Regions from separate parts of the Sus scrofa genome. Here regions 2 and 3 are each linked to region 1. Evidence: chromatin contacts called from public HiChIP or PLAC-seq data. All regions are on one chromosome and are shown on one strand. The core of a region is the stretch at or near the end of the contact, and the rest is flanking DNA. Distances in the headings are between cores, read along the strand shown.

What was found. HiChIP or PLAC-seq counts read pairs in DNA pulled down with a chosen protein or histone mark.
Region 2: an H3K27ac HiChIP or PLAC-seq map of alveolar macrophages shows a contact between it and region 1. The contact joins two enhancer-like sites. A contact is called at or near these places in 2 of 47 Hi-C or Micro-C datasets (embryonic fibroblasts and liver) and 1 of 2 datasets of contacts at active chromatin or transcription factors (alveolar macrophages).
Region 3: an H3K27ac HiChIP or PLAC-seq map of alveolar macrophages shows a contact between it and region 1. The contact joins two enhancer-like sites. A contact is called at or near these places in 1 of 47 Hi-C or Micro-C datasets (embryonic fibroblasts) and 2 of 2 datasets of contacts at active chromatin or transcription factors (alveolar macrophages and skeletal muscle).

What each region holds. Positions count from the first base shown.
Region 1 is chr1:107,470,339-107,475,438 of Sscrofa11.1, forward strand. All of the region lies in intron 2 of ZNF609 (zinc finger protein 609), which reads right to left. Among named protein-coding and RNA genes, the nearest start is that of ZNF609, 110 kb to the right of the region's middle. Within about 2 kb of position 2,178, at least 17 of the 83 cell types and tissues checked have an H3K27ac peak or open chromatin away from gene starts, as enhancers often do. A contact at or near this core is called in alveolar macrophages, where this site is marked.
Region 2 is chr1:107,341,849-107,346,948 of Sscrofa11.1, forward strand. It overlaps ZNF609 (zinc finger protein 609), which reads right to left. Exons shown (of 9, transcript XR_002344510.1): 7 at 4,552-4,727; 8 at 3,367-4,305; 9 at 1-3,060. Among named protein-coding and RNA genes, the nearest start is that of OAZ2, 19 kb to the left of the region's middle. Within about 2 kb of position 3,148, at least 8 of the 83 cell types and tissues checked have an H3K27ac peak or open chromatin away from gene starts, as enhancers often do. A contact at or near this core is called in alveolar macrophages, where this site is marked.
Region 3 is chr1:107,536,574-107,541,673 of Sscrofa11.1, forward strand. All of the region lies in intron 2 of ZNF609 (zinc finger protein 609), which reads right to left. Among named protein-coding and RNA genes, the nearest start is that of ZNF609, 44 kb to the right of the region's middle. Within about 2 kb of position 2,593, at least 3 of the 83 cell types and tissues checked have an H3K27ac peak or open chromatin away from gene starts, as enhancers often do. A contact at or near this core is called in alveolar macrophages, where this site is marked.

The DNA.
Region 1 (5,100 bases), core at 928-3,427:
AGTCTCGGCTGGGATCCTGAGTTGCTATGGCTGTGGTATAGGCCGTTAGCTGTAGCTCCAATTCAACCCCTAGCCTGGGAATTTCCATATGCCGAGGGTGCAGCCTTAAAAAGCCAAAAAAAAAAGAAGAAGAAACAACAGCCCTGGTGCTAGGTTAGAATAAAGATGGGTGAAGGAATTTAATACATTAGAGTTCACAAAGAAACACACATTGCATACTTCCCTTATCTTAGGAAAAAACTTGGAACCTGTCTTCCAGGCACATAATTATCAGATTATAAATCCTGCTGTTTAAACATAAGTACATTTAAGTTTCAAAATAACTACATCTTTGTATAACAGAATCAAGCACCCTAACATATATACAGCTATCAACAACTATTGATGATCTGACAAGAGATCTGTGTGGGAGGGTGGCTGAAAGTCAAAAATTTAGACAGTAATTTCCATAGACTAACACTTGAAGGTAAAAATCAGATAAAAATATTTGGAATCTATTACATTCTAAGGCAGAACTAACTTAGAAAATTCAAATCAAATCAACAAATACTGGGAGTTCCCGTCATGGATCAGTGGTTAACAAATCTGACTAGGAACCATGAGACTGCTGGTTCGATCCCTGGCCTTGCTCAGTGGGTTAAGGATCCAGCGTTGCCATGAGCTGTGGTGTAGGTCGCAGACATGGCTCGGATCCTGCATTGCTGTGGCTCTGGCGTAGGCAGGCGGCTACAGCTCTGATTAGACCCCTAGCCTGGGAACCTCCCTATGCCTGGGGTACGGCCCTAGAAAAAGACCAAAGGGGAAAAAAAAAATTGAGTCTTAGCTATGTGTAAAGCATTATGCCTAGGCCAGTCCTCCAAGTGTGGTCTCCAGATTGGGAGCATCAGCATTTCCTGGAGACGTCTTAAAAATGCCAAATTGCCTCACCCCATATTTACTCATTCAGTATATCTCTGTTGGATTCAGTGTAGAAGTTTGTGTTTTAACATGCTCTCCAGGTGACTCTCATGCATGCTAAAGTTTGAGTATCACTGTGGTAGGCAGTGTGATCCCTCTGTGAATGTGGCAAATGCATACAGTGGTCTGGGATGCAGGTAAGTAGATGGAGACTTCATGTCTCACAGCAACCCACCTGCCACATGATTACCAAGCAGCACTACTAAAGAGCCCTCCTTTAGCAGAAGCTGAGTAGAAACACAATGGTTAGATCCTCTGAGGATCTTCTGGCAATTTCCAAGACAAGCAAAAAGGAACAGAAGTCAGAAGCAGGCTGAAAATGCTGGCCAGTAGGGAGACACACGTAATAGCAGGTGGAGTATATTCCATCAGTGACTCAAAACAGATTAAATGTTGCAATCCAGCCCTTTTGGCATTTCTAGGTTCTTGTTTTTCACAGAAACCTGGGGATTAGGTTTTGACTCCTCTGTACTTTGAGACTGCAGTTTCCATCTTGCTCTTGCCTATTAAAAATGAAAAGCAGTTTCTATATCTCCAACAAAAGCAATTCAGCAGAATTCATTTCTATATATTGTACTGCCAAATATAAGCTCCATTAATGAACAGCACAAGGGACTAAAGCTTGGCTTGGTAAAATGATTAGAGTGTCAGGAGAAATCTAGCTCTGCAAGCTGCTGCTTTTAGAAAAATGCTTTTAACTGCAGCCACAGGTCTCTCCCTCTTGCTTCAAAATCAGATGTTCACCCATCCCTAGAAGCAAGATGAAGACCTTAGAGACAGGGCTCTGACAGCAAACCACAAAGGCTGCAGACATATCTCATTTTAATTGCATCAGCAACTGTTAAGCAATTAATGAGAGAGAGAAAGAGGGAGGAAGCATCAGGGCAAAAAGAAAAGAGATTTGAGCAACCATGTGGAAATACTTCATCCTCACCCCAATAAGAGCAGGTTATTTATGGCAGCCGCACAGAGCATCAAATCCTTGCATCTGAACTCCCAGGCCACTTCCCAGGCAGCAATAAAGCTACATAGTCTACATTTCCTTTGCTTACAGTTTCAGGTCTCCCATATTCCTCCCTGTAGCCACCAAAAAAGATGAGGAGGGAGAAAGCCAACAGATCAAGTGGGTTATTCAGCTATTAAGTCCCTTGGGCAGATTCTATGCTTTGCACAATACTGGGATATGAGGATCAGCAAATACTAAATACTAACAGCAGTGATTCATCAGAAGCATGCACATACGAGGCCTTGGGCATGGTGAGGCAGAAACTCCATCAATAAACCCCTACAGTTGCCTTGTTTTTCAAGCTGTATCTTTATCCTATCACAGAAGAGAAAGGCAGTAAGATAAAAACTGCCAACAAAAACCTCTCAGAAAGTGAATTCTCAAATGTGGCCTTGGGTGCCAAAAGAAAAAAAAAAAAAAATCAGGATGAAAGAGAAACAAAAGCTCAGTCATTTAATACTAAGATTCCTGCTATCATCTGCTCAGTGAATAGGAAACCCTAAATTACATCAGTGAAGGTTGGTAGGATGGGGGAGGCAGTGAGGGTGAGAAAAATTAGATGGTCTTGACTAATTCATACAGGAAGTTCCTAAATAGAATAATGTTCAGATGCCCTCATTTCCCTGCACTATTCAATCATAAGGACAAGACGTCCTGGGTTTTCTGCAATAACCCTGATTGACAAATTCTAGCCCATTGTGTCTGGATTCGAGATTGCAAGGAAAATGATCATTATATATAGCCTATCCCAAAGTCCTTCACATAGATGTTGATAGAACATGATAAACCAATATATGCTGGCAAAATGCAATGCCAAATAGACAAGTCAAGTAGGCAGGAGACAGATTCCTAAGGCCAAGTTCCAAAAGTATCGAAAGTTGGACTTTAACTAACTTGGCCTACGCCTTCTCTACTACAGAATTACTTGTACTGCTTACTAAAAATACAGAAGATTATGATTCAATGAAAAGTAGTTCCCAGCTGACTGCTATTAAGAAAGAAAGAGAAAAAAATCAAACACCTTACAACTCCCTAGCAGATCTGGTTTCTGCCTACTTGCTCATCTCATAAATGACTCACTCCCTTCACTCTATTTTGTCATTCTACCAATATTTATTCAGCACCTTCTACAAGCTGACATTGATGTAGGCACTACAGATGCATAGAGGATTGCCATATAATGGTTGTTCAATTATATAGTATACAAGGGCTCCAGGGTGAGGAGGCAGGATGAGGCTGAAGTTCATCCTAAGCTGCCTGTCCTGGTGTGGGGTTGCAGCCTCTTAGGAGACTTTTTTTTTTCTAATTTGCTGAGAGAAGCCCCATGGCCTAAGAGAAGCCCTCGGTATAGCAACAAACAAATCAGACAAAAACCTCTGCCTGCATGGACCTCATAACCCACTGTGGAGGAAAGAGACAAAATCAAAACAAATTACATAGTACATGAGACATATTAGGGAGAAAAATAAAACACAAGAGGGGATAGAAAGTTTGTGCAGTCATGTAATTTCAGAGTATTCACTGAGAAGGTGACATTTCTATGTTTAGAACCTCACCAACACATTTCTCCTCCCCTTCAGGACTTTACCCTTGCCTTTCTCTCTGCCTAGAAAGCCTCCTGAGCACCCCAGCCTAATTTTTGAATGGCTAGCTTTTAATCTTTCAATTTCAGTCTAAATGGCACCTCCTCAAAGAGGCCTTCCCTGGCTGCTCTACTTAAAATAACTTCCTAATATCCCAGGCATTCCTAGCCAAATGAAGACTCAACTACATAGACTAGAGTTTGAATTCTATTTCCTGGTTTAACTTCTGGTATTTAGCTCCCCCATCTGCAAAATGGATAACAATGGTACCTACCTTATAGAGCTGCTGCGAAGATTAATTACAACCACCACCACCAGCAGCAACACAATAACATAACAATAAAAATGATAATAGCAATGATCACTTATATAGCTCTTACCATGTACTAGGTATTAATCTATGTGTTCTACATTTATTAGCTCACTTAATCCATTCAATTAATGTATTTAAAGTGCCTGGCACAGTATTTAGTACACAGCAAGGAAATGCTGGCTGTCATTCTCATTATCACCATCATTAGTGGCACCATTATGAACTATTCCACTGGAATCTCTAAGCATTCTGTCTGACTTTCTGCTTCACTGAGGATCTATGCCTCAAAGTTCCTTATTCCCCTTTTGGGATTAACAGTCTATAGAAGGAATTTATGTATCAACCTCAGCACTCATACTGTGCAGAATGATTTCTCATTCCTAACAATGGCAAAGACTTAAAAAAAGAAGAAAAAGACATGACTGTTCTTGTGGATCCTATGCTTTAAAAGTCTCTAGAGGGCAAGCAGTAAGGTAGTGTGGAACTGGAAGTCAAAATCCCAGGATTCAGTGATTCACAGAATTCTAGAGGTTATCTAGATTAATATTTCATTTTACAAATGAATAAAATGAGGTTCAGAGAAAGAAAGTTTGTCAACCTGCCTCGTTACTTATAGGCAGTTCATTATGGACCTGGGATCTGAATCTAAATCTCTCACCTCCCAACCCAGCACCTTTTCCATTACTCCAGAGAACCACCCGCAGAATAAGAGAACTGAACTTGTTCATACAGGTGTCTCCTCAATCTGTTCTAATACTGTAATCCTAACAGGAATGAAACCAAGAAAGAGATAAACACTGTCCAAAACAAACTTTCAATTTTGGGAAATCTTAGGCTTTTAACACTAGATCAAATTTTAGAAGGCAACAAGGCTGAATCCAGAGAAGTTAATTGAGTGTACAAATTTGATATTTTAAAGCTGTAATGAAACAATCTCCCCATTTGGGACGGAACACCAATCAGTGCAAAATTCTCATTGCTAAATATAAATTCTAAGGCTGTGTTAAAGTAAACCACGTTCTGTCCATAGTGGGAAAAAGGATAAACTGGGAGTTTCCTGGTGGCTCAGCAGGTTAAGGATCAAGGATCTGGTGGTGTTACTGCTGTGCATGGGTCACTGTGGTGGCAGGGGTTCGATCCCTGGCCTGGGAACTTCCACATGCCACAAATGCAGCCAAATAAATAAACAATAAAATAAACTGGGATAGAACTCTAGATCTGCCATTATTTTTATGACTTCA
Region 2 (5,100 bases), core at 1,898-4,397, 130 kb before region 1:
GCAATAGCTCTCTAGCCCTTCGTTAGTCTTAACCCTCCCACTCCTGCAACTAGGCCCCCCAACCCCCACCGTGGAGCCTGGAGAGAAGAGGTTCAAGAAGGATCATTTCATTTCATGGGTTGCCCCCTTAACCCTTCTGCATGTGGTCCTTTGACCTTGAGACATGTGGAGAGGGTGAGGTCAGAGAAGGAGATATCATACATGTATACATACATGTACAGGCAGGGAAAGAGGACAAAGGGAACTGGCACACCTTAAACGAGGAAGAAGCAGATGTGAATCCTAAAGAGCAGCTCACCAAGCCTTGGCTATCCCACTTGGGGACGAGGCTGCTTCTTTCTAGCTCCTCTGTGAGGGCCTGGACAAGCAATGTCTGTCAAGAGAACTGAGCAGGGGTGGCTCAGAGAGAGCCGTGGTGTGGTCGTGGCCCTTAGCAGCCTTCTCTGGGGTGAAGTGGGAATCCTTGAGGGTCTCATCCCTATGACCAGGGCACCGGTGCCACAGATGCCCCAGCCGTGTTCCTCCTCCCCACGTACAGAGACCTAGAGGTGAGTAACACTCAGCACTCATCAAGGAGCTCTCCTTGATCCATCACTGCTGCTGTTTCGTGTTACTTCGGGGAGGGAGGACTGGACCTGGCAAGGATCAGGGACCAGGAGGATCAGGAAAGGGCAGTGCCATTCTGCCACTGTTGCTTTCACCTGCTCTTCTGGGCAGCTCAGCTCCTGCTTTTCAAGGGAGACTTGGATATAAGGATCAAAGAACCAAATGTTTTTCAAGGGAAAATAGGAAAAAAAGAAAAAGCAGTTTCCTTCTGCAGAACCCAAGGGTCCCGCTAATACAGAAATTCCTCTTCTCTGTTACAGAACAAAGTGGAAAGGGCGGGAAAGCGGGGCCATGCCTGCCCAACAGAAAAGAAAATTACTCCAAACAGTTTCTTCACAATATGTACAGAGCACGCTGTAAGCCAGCGCCACAGATACAAAACACACAACGATATTTAAAAGCAAACAGGAACAGAGATGAGCCCTTGGCTGCACCCCACAGAAGCCTGGGAGGGCACAGTCAGGCTGAAATTCAGAGCCATCCTTCCAGGGGGGTGACTTGGGTAAGGTGGGGTGAGGGTGTCCACACCAACTGCTTCCACGGGTTAAGGGGACGTCATTGCTCAGGGGACTGCTTGCTGGGGCAGCAGGAGGCAGAAGGCATGATGGGGTGGGAGGGGCTGCCTGGGGCCTGCTAAGAGGTCTAAAACTGGGTTGTGGGGAGGGCTCAAAAGCCAACTTGAACAAAAACAAGGACGTGGAAACCTAGAGGAAAGGTCTGCAGGTCAGAGGGGCTCCCCTTGGGCAAGAGACCTCAAGCCTCTCTAGAGCAGGGCCCTGGGGTGCTTGGAAAGCAGCCTCTCCTGGGCATTGTGCTTACTGTCCTCCATCTCCATGCCCCAGACTGTCAGAGCCAAGTCCCTGCTCTTAAACGGTCCCTTTTGGCACTCTGGTGACAAACACCCGTCTCTAACCTAGGTTGGTGTCTGTCTGCATCTCAATCCAGAAGGTCAAGGAAAGACAGAAGAGGAGAAGGAGGACAAAGGGGATGGTACCTCAAAAGCAAATTAAGAGCTAAAGCTCCCCATACTTTGGGGAAGAAGTGACTCCAATAAAGCAACAAATCACTGCCACTTTCCCAGTACAAAGAGCATAAAGCTGGACTGGGAGTGCGTTTCTAAGGAGAGCGGAGAAACGTCTCTGCCTCAAAGCACAGCTCCTCTGAGTACCCTCTGGGGCTCCGAGGAGTAATGGCTTGCATGTGTTACCCCAGAATCTAAGGAACACATCACCTCCCACGGTCAGTGGCCCCTAAAACAAAAATGTGTGTAACAAAGAAACACAGCTTCTCTTGGCACACACAGGGGTATAGACTGAGCTATATGAAGTCATGTAGTTGTGTACAGGAAACTGGGCAGTACAGCTTTGTGGCGCTATGTGGGGAGGACACGCAGATGACTGCTTGGGCAGGACATCTCTAAGGAGGGCTGGGTGCTCCCAGGGCCTGCCTCCTGGCTTGCTCTCAGGTGACCGGGAGGCAGATCCAAAGCCCCCCACCCCCCGTGTGTGGGGGGGACTATTTTACCTGCCTGAGTCTTAAAGAGCCAAGCAGCGGAAAAGAAGAGGAGACATCAGCGTGGAGATCCCGTAGGAAAGGCACCAAGGGATCAGGAGAGAAAGAAGAAGAGGGCAAGGAATGGGGCTAAGCAGCAGCAGGACTTTGTGGGGATGCAGCTTCTAGTTCACAGACTCCCTTCGTGCTCCAGCTCCAGCTCTCGCCTGATACCCCTGGGGAGCCCTGTGCTGGTGTTGGGGCCCCAGCCCTCTGCCTAACAGCCCGAGGCCACGGTGGGCCAGATGCCTTAGTCTCCCTTTTCAGGCTGGGCTCTGAGCGTTTACATGTGCTCACATGAGTGGGGAGAAGTTTTCATGTTTGAAGACCTCTTTTTCACAACTGCAGAGAAAACATCCCCCAGTTTCTTTCCTGAGATTCTAATTCCTCCACGTGCTACCAGTTCCCAGGGCCCAAACTGCTGGGGAGATGCAGGGTCTGGCGATGGTGGTAATGATGGTGAGGGGTATGGCTGCTGTGCTGTCTTCAGACCTTACCCAGTGCTTGGGATCCCTCCCTGGGCAGGGGCGGGGGGCGGATGCGGGGTTACTGCTCTGGCAGCTGACCAGGGACTGGGGGAACAGAGTAGTGACTTCTCTGGGCTGAGGCCATGTTCCCCTAGTTGCTCCCAGTGCCTTCATCTCCACAGAGGCCACAGCAGTCATGACCGTGGCCAAGAGAATAAATATTTTTGCTAAGTACCAGCTCTCCAGCTCCTGAGGGAGGGTCAGGGAGTCCAGGGGTCTCGTGGAGGCGAGATAGCCAAGGGTCTGCCTTCAGTCATGGTGGGAACGGCAAACAGATGATCAACACCATTTAACTGATGTCTATATGGCACCTCCAGCACCTCCTTGGGTGAGCCAGTCCGGGCCCGTGAAGCTGACTATCCGGGCACTTGGTGTTCTGCAAGGGAAACATGGACAGATAACTAGGCACTCAGCCTGTAGTAAAACAACCACAAGGTGGAGCTCCAAGAAAATGAACTGTGGGGCAGGGCCAGTCCTGGTCTCCGGAGGAGACAGAAGCCTTCCACAGCTCCTCTCAGGGGCACTGCGCCTCAGGGGAGACCTGCACAAGAAGCTTGGCCAGGGTTCCACCATTTTCAGACCACTGAGCTCACAGAGCTATCCCTCACTGAGGGGTTCTGTGATCCAGGTAGCAACTTAACTCTGCTCTCTACATGTTGCCCCAAATTAAAAAGTTACTTACCATTCTCACCTCCGGGGGGGTGGGTAGAGTGAAGGGGTTGAGCCTTGCTGGCTGGCAACAATGGCTGTAGAGGAAAGCCCTGAGTGAGAAGGAGGATGTGTTAGTGGAGTGCTCCCAGAACCCTCCCCTTAAGCGTCCTCCCTTCTTGCCAGCTGGGTGGGTACTGGGTGTGTGTGGGGGGTAGTTTCTCCTTAAATTCCTAGCCCCACTGAGTTCTGGGGTGCTGACAGAAGAAAATCTGATACTTCGTCAGATATAGTGGCTGGGAATAGATAACGAGGCTCTATTTTTCAGTTGCTTGTTACGTTTTGGCTGTGAGAACACTTGCTCCTTATTCTGAATATCAAAGCCAATTTTCTGGAGGCATTGAGAATCCCCAAGCTCCAAAGGAGGAAATAAATGTCATGATTATTTTATTGATTGTCTGCAGGAGGCTAGGATTCTGGACAGATTAGAAGCTCAAAGGAAAAACAGGGGGGAAGATTCTTACCAGGGGCCCCCTGCTGTGAGCAATACTACTGGGATGCAGGAGAAAAGATAGGAGGTGAGGAGTTCTCTTGGGGCTCAGCAAGTTAATAAGTATCTGGCATTGTCAATGCAGTGGCTTAGCTTGCTGCTGTGGTGTGGGTTCAGTCTCTGGCCTGGGAACTTCCACATGCAATAGGTGTGGCCAAAAGAAGGAAAAAAAAAAAAAAAAAGGAAGCTGGGGAAATGAGGCTTACCTGCTGCATAGGGTAAGTTGTACTGTGCTGGGAGCAATGAGTACCCCAGGTGGTGGTGGTGGTGGTGTGTGGACATTAGGCGCTGAGAAGGCGAGGTGCGGGGCCGGTCAACACTCCTTTCACCCCCGCCTGCTCCCCCGACGCTGCTACAGCTGCCACCACCCCCAACCACCCCACAGCCTCCCCGATCTCTCTCCTGAGAATTTTTATCACTTATCTGGAAAGGAAAGCAGACACAATAGCACTGCTGTGAGACACACGCATGAAAGCAAGATGCCCAGAGCCCACATCACGACTCTAAAAATGTAGGACACCTAAGAATCAAGGAGGTGCCTGGGGGAGCTAATGTCAAGTCAACCAAACCGCACTGTGGTCAGGACCTAAATCTGCCCACCTTCTCCCAGACCCTGGATCTGGCCTTATTGGTCTTTGACAACAGCCAGTGTCACTGCACCTCCCTTACCGTAGGCGACTTGCTCTTGTAATGACTGGCATGCTGCTGCAAGATGTCCAGGGCTTTGGACTCTGAGCTGGATTTACAACTGACACTGGGGCTGGAGCGTGCTTTGTCAGCATCTTCACCCCCTGAGACCTTGCTGCCATATGGGGAGAAAGAATAGCTGGAAGGCAGGTAGGAACCTAGGGAGGAGAAATAAAGCAGTCAAAGAGATGGACAAGGCAGAAGAAACTCTGCTTCAGTGAACCTGGTTGGGGGCATCAGCTTTCGTAGGCACAGGCTGAGCTATATTGTACCATGTGTCTGCAGGCTGAGACTCTTAGTGTGTCCTTCCTCCACTGAGCTTTAGAGGTAAACAGCTAAGGGGTATTAGAAATGTGGCCCTCAGTTTCTGGGGAATCAACTTCCTCAGAGCCCTAATCTCAGATTCATCTTGGAGAAGTGATACAGACATAGAATTTGAAAGATCGCTGGATTTGGAGGCAGATGTTTTGGGGCTCAAATCCTACATCTGAGAATTGCCAGTTGGGTATCCCTGAACAAATTAGCAATTTT
Region 3 (5,100 bases), core at 1,343-3,842, 67 kb after region 1:
TTTTTTTTTTTTTTTTTTTTTTTGTCTTTTGTCTTTTTAGGGCTGCACCCGAGGCATATGGAGGTTCCCAAGACAGGGATCTAATCGGAGCTAAAGCCACTGGCCTACACCACAGCCACAGCAACGCCAGATCCAAGCCACATCTTTGATCTACACCACAGCTCACTGCAATGCCTGATCTTTAACCCACCAATCGAGGCCAGGGATCGGTTCTGAAACCTCATAGTTCCTACTTGGATTCGTTTCCACTGTGCCACAACAGGAACTCCAATTATTGGATTTTTTTTATAAAGAGAATGATTTCGATTCTAAACGAAAGTCAGAAAAGGAAAGAAAGAGTAGATCAAAGAAGTTCCCAAAGGCACTGTGTCGAAGGAAAAGAGACTAGGCTGAGGATATTTACGTTGGAAGGGCAAGAATAGCTCTGCTCTTCAGTCTGTCTGTGGGATGGAAGGTTCTTGTTTAACTCAAGGGTAAGACCTAAGGTTAGCATATAGAAACAGCCTTATTTCTTCAGTGATCAAGGGAACCTAAAGAGAAGGAATTTGTGGGTATTGTGAGGAACAGGAACTGAAAAGCAAATGCTACAAAAGAATAATCATACTAGGCTGGATTCAATCCATGGACCTGTAAATTTCCACTACAGAGGATCTCAAGATTTTTTTCTGTCAGAAAATATTTTTGAACAGTAAACAGGCAACTGGATAATCTGTTTAAGATAATCAAATCAGAGCCCTTTGTGGCACAGTGGGTTAAGGATCCAGCGTGGTGACTGCAGTGGCTCAGGTTGCGGTTGTGACATGAATTCAATCCCTGGCCAGGGAACTTTCACATACCATGGATGCAGCCAAAAACAAAACAAAACCAAGAAACCTCCTTTAAAAAAAAATCAAATTTCAGTGACTGGCAAAAGAAAAAAAGAAAAAAGAAAGACCAATGTGAATGGTTTGGGCTTCAAAGTTATTCCATCCATTGAATATACACTCTAGAGGCAACCAAAGATGGCAGACTTGAACTGCCTGTTCACTTATCTGGCTTCCATTCCCATGTGTCTCCTCACAGTGTGAGCATTTTGTCAGAGTTACGATAATTCTAGTATTTACAAATACATATTTTTCATCAACACTGTACTTAAGCACAAGTCAGCTTTTACATTAGAACTTAACTGAAGAAAAAATTGTTTGTTTTAATGCTAAAACAAACCATTGTGTAGAATTTACAAAGCCAGTATAGCAATCTCCAGCATGGCATCACCTCAAGTAATTTTCAAGAGTACTTTTTTTTTTTTGTCTTTTTGCCTTTTCTAGGGCCACTCCCACAGCATATGGAGGTTCCCAGGCTAGGGGTCCAATCAGAGCTGCAGCCGCTGGCCTACGCCACAGGCACAGCAACTTGGGATCCGAGCCGAGTCTGCGACCTACACCATAGCTCACGGCAACGCCAGATCCTTAACCCACTGAGCAAGGCCAGGGGTCGAACCCGAAACCTCGTGTTTCCTAGTCGGATTCGTCAACCACTGCACCACAACGGGAACTCCTCAAGGGTACTTTTTGACCAAGTACTTCAAACCCTCACTGTAGAACCTGATCCTTGTAAGGGACGGAAATCGACAGGAGAGACATTAGAGGCAAATAAAAATAAAAGAATTTCTCAACCTGTTTCTGAAATTATAATAAGCAATCACATTCTCAATCTAAGCACATATGTATAAGCAAAGTGAAAAATGCCTTATGGCATATTTTATCAAAAACAGACACTCGACCAGATGTTTAGAAATCTGTATACTAATAGAATTAAGTTCTAGTCTAACAGGGTGTATATAAATGTGTAGTCACTTTATATGATGACTTCTTCCCCACATTTGCCAATTTTTTCTCCTCCTGTGCAGTAGTATATGCATATTCCAAAAATTACAAAGATCCATCTAAAGTACAGATTAATATAAATTTTGAGAGCATACTACATATATCAGTACTAAATACCTAATACATGTATCATGACTAAAAAACATGTCGTAAACTTTATTATATAGAAATTTAAGGTTATATAATTATAGTTCTGTTCCAAACACACCACTCCATAATGATTTTAACTATAAGTTTGCAGTATATTCAAGTATGCGTTCATCTCTGATAACAATTAGCATTCTAATTATAATTACTCTTCCTTGGCTAAGAGACTTAAAATCTCAGCAGAGAGATACTTTATACTCAAAAACATTTAATTCTCTTCCTGATTTCAAAGAAATAGTACATGTTTTGAAAAAAAAAGTAAATAACTTAGGGAACCTCTACTATTTCTGTGAAGTGATGTGCTCTTTTCTTAAAACAGCATGTTTAATTTGAATGTATCCAGAAGCAGGCTCAGAAGTAAGATCTTTATCAGATAACTGCATTATTTTGTTTTGGGGTGTCATGGATTTCTGTAAAATTAACACCAATTGTCTAACATAAGCACAGAAATACACTCACAAATCAAAGAGAAAAGAAGCTGCTTTTGGATTAGGGATAAATTTAGATTATCTAAGCCTGTCTTCTGTTCCCTTCCAATTTTTTTTTTCTTTTTTTTTAAGGGCCACACCCATGGCACATGGAAGTTTCCAGGCTAGAGGTCGAATTGGAGCTGCAGCTGCTGGCCTAGGCCACACCCAACACCAGACCCAAGCCACGTCTGTGACCTACATCACAGCTCGCAGCAACACCGGATCCTTAACCCTTTGATCAAGGCCAGGGATCAAACCCGAATCCTCATGGATATTAGTTGGGTTCATTACCGCTGAGCCACAATTCCTCTCTTCCAATTTAAGTATAAAAAATATCACCAGTTGCCTATATTTGGCAAAATATATCATGTTATAGGAATTCTGCTCACATTTGCCTTAAAAAATCTGGGACAACAATTTTAAAATGAATCAGTAACACTGATATGGATGTTCTACTTTAACAGCTATAACTATCAAAATTTTATTAATTAGTTCTCCTAATTAAGCAGATAATGAGAAGTCAGATTCATTATAGCTATATTCCTAAATGACTGATCCCTAACACAATGCAATGACTGAGCAATGAAAAAGGAGAGTTGGAGGAGACTCTTGAGCATGCTATAAGACACCTGAGGATCCTACGATCTCTAAAGTGCAGTGCATTGCTCTATCTGGAAACGGCAAAAAACAAGGACAGCTTTTAAAGCTTCCCTGGCTAAATGAGTAACAAGGATTTCCAAAGGATGTATAGTAAAACCAAAGTCCTTTCCACAACGGCAGTGGGTTTTTGTTTTGTTTTGTTTTGTTTTTTGTCATTTCTGGGCTGTTCCCGCAGCATATGGAGGTTCCCAGGCTAGGGGTCTAATCGGAGCTGTAGCTGCCAGCCTACGCCAGAGCCACAGCAACGCGGGATCTGAGCCACGTCTGCAACCTACACCACAGCTCACGGCAACACCGGATCGTTAACCCACTGAGCAAGGGCAGGGATCGAACCCGCAACCTCATGTTCCTAGTCGGATTCGTTAATCACTGCACCACGACGGGAACTCCAACGACAGTGGTTTTTAACTAAGAGGTACATTAAAAGAACTTGTTGAAGTTTTAAAAAATAAGTATATGTTTGGGGTTCCCAGCCCAAAATATTTCACTTTGGTAGGATGCTTTTACTTTGCAAAAGTTCCAGAAGGGATTGTGACATATGCCTCCAGTTGAGAAGCTTCAGCACAAGAGATTCTTCATCCTGAATGTTAATTTTTCTAACCTCATGCTACTTAGGTTGGTATATGATGAATACATATACCTCTTCCCTACAGTACTCTGTACCTTTCACTAAGGTTTGAGTCAGTGCAGTTAAGTACTTCTAAAGAAACATATCAACTAGGAAATAGCAACTCTGAGCTGAGTGGGCTTTTTTACAATAAAGAGAACCTATTACCGGGAGTTCTCTGGTGGTCTAGTGGTTAGGATTCAGAGCTTTCACTGCTGCAGCCTAGGTTCAATCCCTAGCCCAGGAACTGAGATCCCACATCAAGCCACTGCATGCCACAGCCAAAAAGAACCCACAAAAAACAAACAAACAGGAGTTCCCAGTGGAGCAGCGGAAACAATCTGACTAGGAACCATGAGGTTTCAGGTTTGATCCCTGGCCTCGCCCAGTGGGTTGGGGATCTGGTGTTGCCATGAGCTGTGGTGTAGGTCACAGACATGGCTTGGATCTGGCATTGCTGTGGCTGTGGTGTTGGCCGGCAGCTGTAACTCCAATTAGACCCCTACCCTGGGAACCTCCATACGCCACAAGTGCGGCCCTTAAAAAAAAGCAAACAAAAAACAAGGAAAATAAATAAAAAATTGAAGTGCTGAAAGAAAAGAAGAGAACCTATTACTAAACAAAAACAGAGGCCAAGAGAAGACATATAGATGGCCAACAGGTACATGAAAAGATGTTCAATATCATTAATCATCAGGGAAATGCAAAACAAATCCACAATAAGATATCACATCGCAGATGTTAAAATGGCTATTATTAAAAAGACAAGAGTTCCTGTCGTGGTGCAGCGGAAACGAATTCAATTAGGAACCATGAGGTTGTGGGTTTGATCCCTGGCCTTGCTTAGTGGGTTAAGGATCTAGGGTTCCCGTGAGCTGTGGTATAGGTCGAAGACAGGCTTGGATCCTGTGTGGCTATGGCTGTGGGGTAGGCCAGCAGTTGTAGTTCCAATTTGACCCCTAGCTTGGGAACTTCCATATGCCCAGGTACAGTCCTGAAAAGCAAAAAAAATTTTTAAATAAATAAAATAAAATAAAAAGACAAGAAATTGGAGCTCCCACTCTGGCAGAGTGGGTTAAGAATTCAACTGCCAGTGGCTTGGGTCTCTGCAGAGGCTCGGGTTTGATCACAGGCCTGGTGCAGTGAGTTAAAGGATCCAGCATTGCCACAGCTGCATCGAAGGTAGCAGTTGTGGCTCAGGATTCAATCCCAGGCCTGGGGAATTTCCATATGCCATGGGTGCAGCCATTAAAAAAAAAAAAGGATAAGCAATAACAAATGCGCAAGGGTGTGGAGAAAAGGGAACTTTTGGAGTTCCCGTCAGGGCGCAGTGGTTAACGAATCCGACTAG